Regions from separate parts of the Hordeum vulgare genome. Here region 2 is linked to region 1. The links are chromatin contacts, called in public Hi-C maps. All regions are on one chromosome and are shown on one strand. The core of a region is the stretch at or near the end of the contact, and the rest is flanking DNA. Distances in the headings are between cores, read along the strand shown.

Region 1 (7,652 bases), core at 2,107-4,606:
TATCATCATTAGCAATTTTTTAACATGTGGCAATTTTCAATACACAAAAGGAGCATAGTTTAAAACACAGTAAACATGTTTCTTACATTTGTACTTGTTCTGAAATATGTGATGAGCAAAATGGCCCTTTTGTAGAAACATAAGTCCAATTTTTAAATGCATGCTGAATATAATTTTAAGTATGAGATGTACATTCACGATGAACCTTTTTTATAGACACTATGACTACTTTTCTAAACACGGCGACCATTTTGAAAATACAAATGAGAAAGTTCCAAAATAAGACAAACAATTTTTGAAAAGACGATGCATTTTTTTTCCTTCAATGCATGATGAAAACTAAGGACCATGATATAAAAAATGAACAAAGAGGAAACAATTAGTATAACAATGAAATAAAAATAGAACAAAGAACAAAGAAAAAGGATATTGTATTTAAAGTAAAACAACTGCGGAAAATTGTAAATTTCGTATAATAACAAGATTGTTAAACGTGTTATACAAAAAATCATGTAATTAAACAGAAAATAAACTAAAAGGAAATAAAAGGAAAACAAGCAGAAAAAAAATATAAGTGAAGCCAATAAAAATAGAGGAAAGACTAAAAAATGGATTGGAAATCTAACTGAACAAAAAATGTTGAAATTGTTCCTGTTTGTGTCGCTACGGGGATGGTGCATGTTCATCGACCTCTCCGTGAGGTGAATGTATCTAGATAGAGAGATAAACTGAAGAGGAATACTTAACAATACGGCGAAAGATTTACACAAACACCTATCCCGAGCATACGCAAGGGATCCGTAGACAGGCAAGTGAAATATAATTCACGAATTAATTAGATCCATGAACGGCATCGTTGTGGTAAAGATCATAATTCTAGAGAAACTATTACTGCAAGGCATAGAGGGGGGTCATAAGCGCCTATACCGTAAAATAGATTTTCGATGGAAACAAAAGGACATACCTGGTAGAATTGTAACCATAGAATACAACCCTAATCGAAATACATACATTTGTCTCATGCACTATGGGGATGGTGAGAAGTGCACCCATATTTGCAGCGCTATGGGCGCATCACATGCCATAGCATATTCTAAATTATTTGAAAACATCTGAAACACAATCTAACACATTGGTATAACATAAATATATTTTATCATATATTTTCACATCAAAATTTGAAAGATTGCTCGAGATACAAAAATGACAAATTTAACATCAGTGTGATAATGGGCAAATCTAAAGCCTAACTTAAATTACGTACTATTCAGTGTGACCTGTCATTTTTGTTTTACGAGCTATGTTTCAGATTTTCATTTGATTTTTTACAACATATATCGATGTTGTGTCAATGTGCTAAAAGAAATCAAATTTAGAATGGATGCATCAGATATTCTCGGTGTGGGCGAGCGCTAAACTAACAGTCTACAGTGTGCTATAAATAGCATTTCGGGTTCTTTTGCCTCCAGACCCATCCCAGTTCCCTCCAATGACTTACCGTGGAGCCCCTTGTTTTTAATTGCGGGTCTTCACATCACACATTAAGTTTCATTCGTAAGAACGTTTTCGACTCGCTCATTTTTGCTCATGGGCGATTGGAGGCCCAAACACTACCTCCTACTGACTTGTCTCGAAAAGAAAAAAAGCACCTTCTATCTGACCTGACTCGGTGTGCTGGTGTTCTCCCTATACTAGGTCCATTATATAATAATATTAGTATTATTTTTTAAATTGGATGAAGTTTCTACAAAGCCTGAAGGCTAACTTCTTTATCTTTCAACAACTAATTAGTACCCCCTCTATTTCAAAATAAGTGTCACTCATCTAGTATAAAATTTGTCCTGATTTAATACTAAATCTGCGACATTTTTTGGCACGGAGGGAGTATAAATTACTAACGCATCGGCTATATGGGTTTGAACAATGAATTTGAAGATAACCTAGTATTTAAATATGATTAAGGCCCTATGCCAGACAAGCGCATCTGGTGTAGTGGTATCATAGTACCCTCCCACGGTACTGACCAGGGTTCGATTCCCTGGATGCGCATTTTTTTTTCTCGTTTTTTTTCCATTGCTCCTTTGTATATAATCAAAAACAAAATTAACCTATGTGTGCGCCAACCAGCTTGGTTTGAATATGTGCTTAGAATTATTTAGTTGCAACAACATGAATATTTCTCGGTTCTTTTTTTAAAAGTTAATATTTCTCGGTTCTTTTTTTAAAAGTTAATATTTCTCGGTTCTATGCACTAATTTAACTTACGATGATAACTTCTTTAGGTGTTATGATTGACGAATCATGGCGAAATCAGAAGAAGAAGAAAATGTGTGTTTTCCCAACTGATCTCGACTTTGCCTAAGCAGCTTGCGTGAAACTGAAAGATTTTTTATTTTATTTTTTTTGCGGGGATTGCCTGAAAGATCCTAACTAATGAATGTTTGCGTGCTGGATGTGACAGGATATATGCAGGTTTCCACTAGTGCAATTACAGGTGAAAAACAGGATTCCACTTGATGATAAAATTACAGAGACGATGACTTCACAGCCGAAACACTTGTGCAGTTTGGACATCTAGGTACAGCCTGACTGACATACATCAGCACTCGCCATATCGACCAGCTTCACCATTTCCAGAAGACGTTGGACCCGCACTTGAACTTCTCCTTCCCCTCGCACTCGATCTCGAGGTCGTCGGTGATGAACGGGACTTTCTGCAGCCACGCAAGAAGGCACCCATGCATGATCGTCAGCCAGAGCCTAACTAAGAGCTCGTCCGAGCCGGCCATGGAGAGAAATGGATGTTGAGAGTTACCTTCTGCTTGGCGAGGTCCTGGCAGCCGGTGAAGTTGTAGGGGAACTTGCAGCTGCCGAACTGGACGGTGTAGGCGCGCGCGAAGTTGGCGCCGCTCGTCGCCGCCCTCTTCTTGTCGTTCAGCTCCTGATCATCGCCGCCGCAAGAACCATAAAAAAAACTCCGGTGAGAGAACGAGCACGGGCGATCGATCCACTTATACAGGGAAGGAGGAGAGAAGGAAGCGGACCTTGTTGAGCTTGCTCTTCTCGAGGTACTCGTCGAAGACGCTTGCCCTGGCGGAGGCGGCGGAGGCGGCGGTGGCGGCGAAGACGGCCGCCAGGCCGAGAAGCGCCGACCGCCGGTCCTTGGCCGGGGCGACCTGCACGCGCTTTGCCGCCGCGGGCGAGGCCGACTGCGGCACCGCCGCGGCGGGCTTGAGGCCGACAACGCTGGTGTTCACGCCGGCCATGATCCTCCCGAGGTCTTCTTGGAATAATCTGGTGTGTGCGCGCGCGTGTGTGGTGGCCTCGGGGGATGGGGGGTGATGGTTTTGTTTTTGATCGTGGAGGATGCTGTGGAGGGAAACTGGGGTTTGCGGTGGGCGTGTGGATAGGGTGAGGCTTGCTTCGTTTCCATTGGCTGGCCTCGGCGCCACGGTGGCTCCCATTATCCGAATGGGATGGGGCCCATGCGACACGTGCCGGGATCTTCTTGGCCTTGGCCTGACTGCATCACTAGATTTTCAACGCTTGAGCTCTCACGAAACAGCTCATTTGATTTTTTTTATTTTATTTTTTTTGAAAAAGAGGAACTTAGACCCCGGCTTCCGCATCAATCGATGCATGCAGCCATCAACAACTCATTTGATCTGCGTACCATAGTAGCTCTATTCGAAATTACATGGCGTTTTTAAAGGTCTGTAGTGATACTTGGTGTCTCCGACCACTAATTAGAATTTTTAGATTAATTTGAACCATAGGACAGTTGTGCCCCTTTAAGTAATACTACCTCTGTTCCCTGATATCAGGTGTATAGGTTTTTTTTTTTAAATCCGAAATATAAAGTGTATTGCATTGCGGCACTCGTTTGGATATTGGTTTTAGAAATTACATGGCGTTTCTAAAGGTTTGTAGTGAAACTTCATATCTCCGACCACTAATTAGAATTTTTAGATAAATTTGAACCATAGGACAGTGGTCCCCTTTATATTAAGTAATATAATAAAGGATCCCTTTTTGAAAAAATAGGCCAGTTGTGCACTGGATTTTAGAGTACAGACGTATAATAGACGTAATCAAGGTCTGAAACACAACAAAGCGCATCTGGTGTAGTGGTATCATAGTACCCTCCCACGGTACTGACCAGGGTTCGATTCCCTGGATGCGCAATTTTTCCTGACATATTTTTTGTTTTTCCATTCTTATTGAATGACAAAAGTTAATCTCCTTGTGCTAACCTAAACTTGGAATTCTAATTGTATGTTTTATCAGTGAAGATCAAATCTGCTGGCAATCTATCCAATCATCTGTTTTGTCCTGATAATGGCGAGCCATGTCACCCCATTAAAAGTGATGAAACCAGGGGCATTCATGAGCAGGTTAGCTTGCTGGTAAGTAATTTATCGATCAGACATAACAACAATTAGGGCTCCAAGAGGAAATGTATCCATTATCATAATCCTTACTTCACATTTCACGCGATACAATGCAGTAGCTTCCTGATAAGCTACAGCATGATAAAATTTATAGCCATCAGACATCTGCTTTACCACTCTGCTACAATCAGACATCCGCTTTTCCTTGCCCTTTATGAAGACTGCAGAATACAGAATGGTCGACGAACTGCACACTGATTGCAAGCACAGATGATCGGTGATCACAACCATGGAGGGAACACATCTTTCAGCACCACAGTCAAACATCACCTGCAAGCACGAATGCTGTAAATCGGAATCACAAGAGGCAAACCAAGTGCGTCATACAAATGACATGCTCAGGGCATGAAAGAAATATCTATAGACCGCATAACTAGCGATTGATTGTCAGAGGATGATGTCACCGAAACAATCAAACGGCATGGACAACGGGGAAAGCGAGCAAGCAGTTTATTTTCTGCTCGAGTACCAATACTACTATAACTGCAGAAGCAGGATTTCATAATCGATAAGTGGGTTAGGCCAATCTAACAGCAAACACATGCAACAGTGAGTTACAGGGAAATAATAAACCAATCGTAGACTGAGTATATATCAGAACTAAACCTTCAACCCAATCTTAGTCCGGTGTACTAAGCGTTTCTATGTTCATGATGGAAAAGCTCTACGTTCAGTGCAAACAGCACAGAGGTCATGCTGCGCCTTAAGTTTCTACCAGTCACGACAACAAATGATCAGGGCAGTTATTGTTTAAGGGCATTCTAACTTCACATTTAGTGAAGACCACAAAGTGAAAACATTATGTACAGTACCTCCGTCCAGAAATACTTGTCCAAGAAATGAATGTATCTACATGTATTTTAGCTCTAGATACATCCATTTTTATCTATTTATGCAACAAGTAACTCCGGGCGGAGGGGGTACATCCGAAGGCTCACTAATCTCATTTGAAAACATCTACACTTCTGAAGTAGTAGTTCGCACAGCAATATTACAGAGAACCTGGTAAGTCAAAGAATGTGCACCAGAGGTGGGAACAAATAGTCCAGGTAAGTCAAATACATCACCGCAAGACGCACAAAGACAACCCTTGATCAAAGTGCCAAATTTCTATTAGCCTAAGTGATGCAACATACTTCTTCAATTAACCAATTCATCTATGTATAAATCAGCTATATGGTTTATTAACAACATGACCAGCACCGTCTAACAACTAATAACCCAATGGAACAATTCAATCCCAGAAACTACTTTGCTTGATTCATTCCACACAATTCAGTAAGTAATATGATCCAAAAATTCCATTTAATGCACTCACAGGTGAAAAAAGACCAATTATCGCCAAAAATTGCAACCGTCTCATCCATACTCAATTTATCATCCAGTACATTCATATGCCATATGCAGGAATTCTCCAACAAGATAGTAAGACATTGGGTCCCTAAATCCACGCATATGGTCCAATCAGTTAACACAAGAACAACCAGGCCTCGACCCTCACCTCACATGAGCTCCTCCTCCTTGCGGAGGTACTCGCCGGCGTCGGACTGGTGGAGCACCACCACAGCGTTGGTGTCGGCCTTCCTGCAGTCCTGCGCGCCCCTGGCGGCGACCCCAAACCCGAGGGGCACGTCGGCCATGGACATGACGACGACGCCGTCGCCGGACTTGGTGTTCTCGGTGATGCGCGCGAGCGCGGACTTGGGCACGGAGTTGCCGAAGAGGAACGAGCGCTCCGTCTCGGGCTTGAGCCAGATGCGGCGGCGCGCGTGGGCGGCGAGGAGGTCGAGCGCGTGGACGGTGAGGTGGAAGGCGCCGCCGTGGGTGAACTTGCCGATGGGCGTGCCGACGCTGGCGAGGCGCGTGCGGGACACGGCGGTGGCGCGGCGGACGAGCGACTCGGAGGCGTAGAAGACGCGGTTCTTGTGGAGGCGGAGGCAGTAGCGGCCGGACTCCGGGTCGGGGCCCTCCACGGAGGGCCGATCCAGGAGGTGCTTCAGGTTGGGGCCGGTGAACTTGAAGAGCTTCTCGAAGACCATCGTGGTCTCCTTCTCGTCGAGCGGACGCATGGCGCAGGGGAGGCGGCTGCTGCGGCGGCGGCGGCGGCGGGGTTTGGGGGCGGAGTGGCGGTGAAGGTTGGGGACGGACGGAGAGGCTAGGGTTTAGTCGGGTGGATCCTCCCCCTGTTTTATCGAGACCGCGGGCCTTTTGATTGTCTGCCGTTGGATCGGATGATAGCATTCCTCGCAATTGTTTCACATGCTCTTTGACCACTTTCAATCATTTTTGCCAAAAAAATTAAAAAATTGCTCACCTAATTATAAGTTAGATGTGGTTCCTAAGAGCACCTATCGGACTTGACAAATTCGACCCATACGTACATAGTGTCTTCAAATAAAATATTTCGCAAGCACAGATCTTAATTTAGAAATCTTAAATTCATACTATTACATGCAACGTGAAACCTAATTTAAATGGAGCTCATCCGCCTCCGCCGTGCCCATGTCTGGAGGCTGGCTGCGTCCTCCGAGTATTGGTTCGATCATCGGCAAGGTAGAGTAGGACATGAGACACGCACGGGCTCACGGGATTCGAGGCGACGCCGTCTCCCATGCCCTATTCTCTCTCGTGGGAGCCCATTACCTTGACGGTGCTAGTGGACGTGAGATCGATTATGGATTCATTCTCGGAGGAGCCGGCGACGTCCACCATGACACAGTTGTGGTGTGCGAGCTGGTGCACCATACGGGGCGCCGGAGAATGCGACTTCTCCTCGCCAACGTCCACCATCGTGAAGACCACCGTCGTCTCCCACGCCTCTTGCCTCGTATGGCGGGCACGCCGTGTCATATTTGCGTTCGATGACGCCCATGTGTTCGCATCCGCCTCGACATGCCAACGAAGGGGTTGCGCGTGCATCACCGCGTTCTTCCGCCATACAGCCTGCACCGCCTCCGGTGAGGCAGCAGCGACACACCTCGTGGTGGATCCATGCGCCATTTGGGCGAACGCAATGGATTCCTTGCGGAAGGGGTTCGAGCGCTGTCGTCGAGCGACCTCCTCCGAGAGCGCTGGAGCGCAAGCTCGACGATCATCTTCTCCTCAAGGTCGCGTGGGATGACCTCGAGGTCGATAGATCTGGAGGTGTAAGACTTGAATCAACTTCCAACCATGCCGGAGAAGGCCAAAAGTCGTAGATAG
Region 2 (7,652 bases), core at 3,770-6,269, 300 kb before region 1:
AGCGGTACTACCGCTGGGGCTTCCAGTGGTACTACCGCTGGCCCTTCCAGCGGTACTACCGCTAGAACCAGCGGTACTACCGCTGGCCCTTGGTACTGCATAAGCACTACTACCGCCGAGAAAGTCTTCGCAAAAGGGTCCGTCCACGAACTACCGCTAGGTAGGTGGAACAGGGCACCTGGAGCGGTACTACCGCCAGCCAGGGCGGTACTACCGCCAGCCTGGCGGTACTACCGGTACTACCGCTGGCAGTCCAGTGGTACTACCGCTGGGACCAGCGGTACTACCGCTGGGACCATTTTGCCGAGACGCAAAGAACAAAACGGCAAGGGCCGCTCCAAGGAAAAAGGAAAGGGAGAAAATAGAGGTGTGCGTGTGCAAAGATAGATTCCACCCAAACCTTTCCACTACGGATCCCCTCTTAATAGTACGGCTTTCCTATGACTCAAATGAAGAGAATCTAGGATAGCGCCATGCTTCCGTTCCCGAAGAGAGGAGTCGTGTCGTCTTGTGCCGTTGACGAATGTTGCCTGAAACCTTGACACACACGATTAGTCCTGTATGGTACTGTCATCAATCACCAAAATTACTTAGGCATAAATTATGCCTCAACAACTTGGTTTGGTGGGAGGAGTCCCCCTTCCTTCCCACCTCCTTCCTTTTTTTTCTCTCTTTCTCTTTGATTTTTATCTCTATGGCGCATAGGGCACTTGTGGGCTGTCCCACCAGCCCACTAAGGGCTGGTGTGCCTCCCCCAAGGCCTATGGGCTTCCCCGGGGTGGGTTGCCCCCCCGGTGAACCCCCGGAACCCATTCGTCATTCCCGGTACATTCCCGGTAACTCCGAAAACCTTCCGGTAATCAAATGAGGTCATCCTATATATCAATCTTCGTTTCCGGACCATTCTGGAAACCCTCGTGACGTCTGTGATCTCATCCGGGACTCCGAACAACATTCGTTAACCAACCATATAACTATAATACGCATAAAACAACGTCGAACCTTAAGTGTGCAGACCGTGCGGGTTCGAGAACTATGTAGACATGACCCGAGAGACTCCTCGGTAAATATCCAATAGCGGGACCTGGATGCCCATATTGGATCCTACATATTCTACGAAGATCTTATCGTTTGAACCTCAGTGCCAAGGATTCATATAATCCCGTATGTCATTCCCTTTGTCCTACAACTTCGATAATGAGGAGTGCCTTCACTCCTCATATCTACAGTTGTTGTCGTCTTTGATCCATCTGTATAACGTATCGGAACCTACAGTCGGAGCAGCAAACCTAAAGCGTACACCACATGGACACATTATAGAAAGTCATCACCATCATCAAGTCGCTGACCCATCTTCAGAGAAGATATCCGCATCATCTTTGTGAGTCCGGTCATTCGTTGAAGTCACCACGGCGCCCAACAATGCCACCGCCCCGCGCTCGTCCATCCGAACGCATCTGCCGTCGATGCTCAGTTTCACCATGCTGCCAAGACTCGTCGTCATCGATATGGTAGGTAGAACGCCACTCCTCCTACCAACCTCCACACTATTACTGTTGCTAGATCTGACACATGGATCCCATCATCCACAACAACTCTCCCCTAAACACACAAACCTCCGAAGACGGCGCCTCCATGAAGGTTCTGAGGGTTCGATTCGTACCTTCGTCTGGCTAGCCCTCGCCTGCTTGATACGCTTCTTGCCATAGCCAACGCATTACGTAACAAGGATTGCTAGCTGCTGGATGTATACCGCCACTAGTACAAAATAGACCTGATGTTTGGATCATTATGTTGGGGAACGTCGCATGGGAAACAAAAATTTTCCTACGCGCACGAAGACCTATCATGGTGATGTCCATCTACGAGAGGGGATGAGTGATCTACGTACCCTTGTAGATCGTACAGCAGAAGCGTTAGAGAACGCGGTTGATGTAGTGGAACGTCCTCACGTCCCTCGATCCGCCCCGCGAACAATCCCGCGATCAGTCCCACGATCTAGTACCGAACGGACGGCACCTCCGCGTTCAGCACACGTACAGCTCGACGATGATCTCGGCCTTCTTGATCCAGCAAGAGAGACGGAGAGGTAGAAGAGTTCTCCGGCAGCGTGACGGCGCTCCGGAGGTTGGTGATGACCTTGTCTCAGCAGGGCTCCGCCCGAGCTCCGCAGAAACGCGATCTAGAGGAAAAACCGTGGAGGTATGTGGTCGGGCTGCCGTGGGAAAGTCGTCTCAAATCAGCACTAAAACCTCCGTATATATAGGTGGGAGGGAGGGGGCCTTGCCTTGGGGCTCAAGGAGCCCCAAGGGGGTCGGCCGAGTCCAAGGGGGGAGGACTCCCCCCCCCAAACCGAGTTGGACTTGGTTTGGTGGGAGGAGTCCCCCTTCCTTCCCACCTCCTTCCTTTTTTTTTCTCTTTCTCTTTGATTTTTATCTCTATGGCGCATAGGGCACTTGTGGGCTGTCCCACCAGCCCACTAAGGGCTGGTGTGCCTCCCCCAAGGCCTATGGGCTTCCCCGGGGTGGGTTGCACCCCCCCCCCCCGGTGAACCCCCGGAACCCATTCGTCATTCCCGGTAACTCCGAAAACCTTCCGGTAATCAAATGAGGTCATCCTATATATCAATCTTCGTTTCCGGACCATTTCGGAAACCCCCGTGACGTCCGTGATCTCATCCGGGACTCCGAACAACATTCGTTAACCAACCATATAACTCTAGTACGCATAAAACAACGTCCAACCTTAAGTGTGCAGACCCTGCGGGTTCGAGAACTATGTAGACATGACCCGAGAGACTCCTCGGTCAATATCCAATAGCGGGACCTGGATGCCCATATTGGATCCTACATATTCTACGAAGATCTTATCGTTTGAACCTCAGTGCCAAGGATTCATATAATCCCGTATGTCATTCCCTTTGTCCTTCGGTATGTTACTTGCCCGAGATTCGATCGTCACTATCCGCATACCTATTTCAATCTCGTTTATCGGCAAGTCTCTTTACTCGTTCTGTAATACAAGATCCCGCAACTTACACTAAGTCACATTGCTTGCAAGGCTTGTGCGTGATGTTGTATTACCGAGTGGGCCCCGAGATACCTCTCCGTCACACGGAGTGACAAATCCCAGCCTTGATCCATACTAACTCAACTAACACCTTCGGAGATACCTGTAGAGCATCTTTATAGTCACCCAGTTACGTTGCGACGTTTGATACACACAAAGCATTCCTCCGGTGTCAGTGAGTTATATGATCTCATGGTCATAGGAATAAATACTTGACACGCAGAAAACAGTAGCAACAAAATGACACGATCAACATGCTACGTCTATTAGTTTGGGTCTAGTCCATCACGTGATTCTCCTAATGACGTGATCCAGTTATCAAGCAACAACACCTTGTTTATAATCAGAAGACACTGACTATCTTTGATCAACTGGCTAGCCAACTAGAGGCTTGCTAGGGACGGTGTTTTGTCTATGTATCCACACATGTAAATGAGTCTTCATTCAATACAATTATAGCATGGATAATAAACGATTATCTTGATACAGGAATTATAATAATAACTATATTCATTATTGCCTCTAGGGCATAATTCCAACACATTAGTCCCGGTTTCATTTCGGTCAGGGACTAATGTGATCATTAATTAGTTCCGGTTCAAATGCCTAGGAGCGGTCGGGGGCTCGGGCATCTTTAATCTCGGTTCATTTTATACATGTAGTCCCGGTTTGTGATACATACCGGGACTAAAGGTATGATGGCAGGCTAGCGTTAGGCTGGGGCCCCACGAGCCCATTTCGTCTCGGTTTGTATCACAAACCGGGACTAGAGATAGCCATTTAGTCCCGCGACATAGCCGATCGTTGGCATGTACGACATGCTCTCTTTTGTGTGTAGCAACCTCGATCATCTCATGATGTTCGTGCCGACCTCGACTTGATCTCCCTCTCCATCGATGTCCTTGACTTGATCTTCGTCTCTGCAGCCGACATACATTCCCGTTGTCCAGACATGTGACTAGAATCGTCGGAGAGCTTGGCACATCATGTCGGTGTCGCGAGGTGGTGGAAGTTTGGGTCGTGGTTTACCATTGACATTGAGAGGTCCTTGCCAAGCTCAAGTAGTTATGCACCAACGCCGCATATGCTATTTTCCATGTGTAATGCCCTCCCGGGCATGCGTCTAGCGTGAACGAACGACCTCCTGGATGAGTAGCCAAGCCGTGTGCCACGAGACGAATGGCCTCCTAGGTGACTTTCATTTAATTTTCCTTTTCGTTGAGAGAATAAAGTTGCATCTCTTTAGTAAGCAACAATGAACGGTGGTTTAGTTAATCAGCTCGCGAGTGCATTACGCCAACCTCAAGGTCTGCTAGTTCGACTCACATTGCACGTCAATATTAGTCATTTTCTTGTCTCCCCCACTAACAAGTGGGTCCCACGTGTATGGAGAGTTGGACCAGTTGATGTGGCATGTCTGGTGGGCTGCTGAATACGCAAATTGTATGTGCAATCATATCTTAGGACTGGTGCTCCATGTTTGGAGACGGTATTGAGTCGATATCCTCAAGTATAAGGATTGCATTGATACACTTTGTGAATTTAAGGACTGTTTTGGTCCTAGCCAACGAGTTTAGGAGGCAACAGTGCATTTTACTCGTGAAAAAGGAGATGACTTAAAAAATTCAAACCATAAGAAATAAGCACAAAATAGCCAACTCATCCCTTCGTGCAAGCGTGGGAAGAAATTCAACAAAGGTTTTCTACTTTCGACAACTTGTCGCCACCGTCGGACGATTTTTATTTTTTTGACAACAACCATCAGAAAATTTCTTCACACGTTTTTTTTTTTTTGAGCAAATTTCTTCACACGTTTGATTTCTGTATGAGCCACCAAATCTAAAGTGCTATAGAGGAGGCGGATAAGCCCAGGCTCAAACAGAAAGCGCGGCCCAGCCCAGCCCGACTAGTCCCATACTCCCATTCCCCCACCCCCGGTCCTCTGACTGCCGCCGACGGACGACGATGGCGTCCGTCCCCGAGACGCGGCCGGCGCCGCTCGCCGCCTTCGCGTCGCTCCTCTCCGCGCGCCGCTTCGGCGCGGCGAAGTCGATGCTCCCGTTGCTCCTTACCCCGACCCTCCTCGCGGTCCCCTTCGCCGACCTGGCGGCCGGCTCCCTCCCGCGCGCCGCGCCGCGGCACGCCGTCGCGTCCTTCCACGACATGCTCTTCCGCGCGTACGCGGACGCGGGCGCCCCCGACCGCGCGGCCGAGGCGCTCGACCTCACCGTCTCGCGCCTCGGCAGCCTCGACCCGCGCTCGCTCACCTCGTCGCTGCTCTCGCTCCGCCGGACCGGCCATCTGCTCCCCGCCGCCGAGCTCCTCAGGAAGGCGCTCGCTTCCTGCCCGGGCTGCATCACGCCTCTCTCGGCCTCGGTCGTCGTCGACGGCTTCTGCAAGGCCGGCCGCATGGACGACGCCCGCCGCCTGCTCGACGAAATGCCAAGGCACGGCGTGAAGCTCAACGCGTGCTGCTATAACCCGCTGCTGGACACCTACACGCGCCAGAAGAACGATGCACGGGTCGCGGAGGTGCTGAAGGAGATGGAGAGTGGAGGCGTGGAGCCGACGGTCGGGACGTACACGATCCTTGTCGATGGTTTGTCGACGGCCGGGGATATCAGCAAGGTGGAGTCCGTGTTTGATGAGATCAAGAGGAAGAATGTCGCGGGCGATGTCTACTTCTACAGTGCGGTTATCAATGCGTATTGCCGGGCTGGGAATGTGCGGAGGGCGTCTGAGGTGTTCGATGAATGCGTTGGCAATGGCATCGAGCCGAATGAGCGTACATATGGAGCGTTGATCAATGGGTTCTGTAAGATTGGGCAGATAGAGGCTGCTGAGATGTTGCTGACAGATATGCAGTTGAGAGGAGTAGGGCATAACCAAATCATTTTCAATACGATGATTGACGGGTATTGTCGCCATGGCATGGTGGACAAGGCCCTGGAAATTAAGGCGGTCATGGAGAGGATGGGCATCCAGTTGGATGTCTATACATACAACACGCTTGCGTGTGGGCTCTGCAGGGTGAATAGAATGGAAGATGCCAAGAAGCTACTGCATATCATGACAGAGAATGGAGTCGAGTCAAACTATGTCAGCTACACCACGTTGATCAGCATCCATTCCAAGGAGGGTGACATGGTAGAGGCAAGAAGGTTGTTCCGAGATATGGAAGGTAAGGGGTCAAGACCGAGTGTTGTAACCTACAATGTCATGATTGATGGGTACATCAAGAGTGGGAGCATACGCGAAGCCGAGCGGTTCAAAAAGGAGATGGAGAAGAAAGGGCTTGTTCCAGATGTATACACTTACGCCGCACTAGTTCATGGGCACTGTGTCAATGGGAAGGTGGATGTGGCACTCCGGTTGTTTGAAGAGATGAAGCAGAGGGGTGCTAAACCTAACGTCGTGGCGTACACAGCTCTTATATCAGGTCTAGCAAAGGAAGGGAGATCAGAGGAGGCCTTCCAGTTTTATGACAATATGTTGGCAGCTGGATTGACTCCAGATGATACTCTATATTCTATGCTTGTTGGGAGTCTTCATACAGATAAAAGAAAAGATGAAATCCCATGAAGAATGTAAGATTTGTCAGGCTTATTGTTGTTAACAGATGATATCATAAGGGAATTTACCGAATCCTTTCTCACATGCATCACTGTAAATACCTAGGCTGGTAGTGCCGTCACCATGTCCATGGCTGATGTGTGACCGAGATCCGGCGTCGCTACCAGGTCGAGGCAGGACTGCTGAAAGGCTGACACCAACACTGATTTGGTGCTGTACCAGTCCCATGTCACCGAATACCTCCACATGGAGGTCGACATCATGTAAGGTGAGGGCTTGGTTTTACCTTGTTGACTTATCTGAATGGATAGAAACCTATTGGCGTATTATTTTGTTCAGGGTTTCAGGCCTATGCATTTTGAAGTATCGAATGCTTAATTGTTATGAGATGAGGGGGTTTGCCTATTTTGGAGCATTTCAATGCTATTTTTTTCGTTACTTCTGAGTGCCTTGAATTTGGGTATTCGGCACCTGTATCAGATTATTTGCCGAATAGATGAAATGTTAAGTTTGATTTTGAAATTGAATTAGTTTATAAACCTGAAAACTGAGGATCAAAACATGATGGGCTGAAGTGAGCAAGTGTATACATCATTTATAGCACCACCACCATATAAATGCCCGCCAGTCTTCAGTTTGGCAGTCTTCCAATGCGTTGACTTACTTTGACTGTCAAATTTTGGACATGTTGGCTTCAGTTTCTTCCTCTGGCATACAATCTTTAACATACTCTGGAGGTTGTTGTTTTCACTTGAAGTTAGCCAAGCGCCAGAGCCTTTGGATGTCGGTAATGACTATTATGGTCTTTCTGTTAGTTCTTGACAGGCATTGGAAGTTAGAACCTCTTTAAACTGTAACTATCCTAGTTTATTTGGTAATCATGAATGGTAGAATCTTCAGAGTTTTTGGCCTAGGATTAGTGGTCTGCTGTTCTTGCAAAGCTGTTTCCTTTCGGCCAGGAACTTGATATGCTTAGTGGCCTGATTATAGACAACTAGATGTACTACTGA

Evidence for each region. A called contact is a pair of places that touch in the nucleus more often than the background predicts.
Region 2: a Hi-C map of seedling shows a contact between it and region 1, with 3 times the contacts expected there. The contact joins the promoter of LOC123424776 here to the promoter of LOC123424775 in region 1. A contact is called at or near these places in 2 of 6 Hi-C or Micro-C datasets (leaf and seedling).

Annotation. Positions count from the first base shown.
Region 1 is chr2H:45,007,102-45,014,753 of MorexV3_pseudomolecules_assembly, reverse strand. LOC123424775 (photosystem I reaction center subunit N, chloroplastic) reads right to left here and starts at 3,356. Exons shown (of 3, transcript XM_045108465.1): 1 at 3,045-3,356; 2 at 2,816-2,941; 3 at 2,456-2,714. The coding sequence starts at 3,266. The coding sequence ends at 2,625. LOC123424774 (60S ribosome subunit biogenesis protein NIP7 homolog) reads right to left here and starts at 6,630. Exons shown (of 2, transcript XM_045108464.1): 1 at 5,953-6,630; 2 at 4,439-4,736. The coding sequence starts at 6,520. The coding sequence ends at 5,954. TRNAG-CCC (a tRNA gene) reads left to right here and starts at 4,114; the gene lies at 4,114-4,184. It overlaps TRNAG-CCC (a tRNA gene), which reads left to right and starts at 1,979; the gene lies at 1,979-2,049.
Region 2 is chr2H:45,306,482-45,314,133 of MorexV3_pseudomolecules_assembly, reverse strand. It overlaps LOC123424776 (pentatricopeptide repeat-containing protein At2g32630-like), which reads left to right and starts at 5,019. Exons shown (of 3, transcript XM_045108467.1): 1 at 5,019-6,656; 2 at 6,748-6,910. The coding sequence starts at 5,035. The coding sequence ends at 6,651.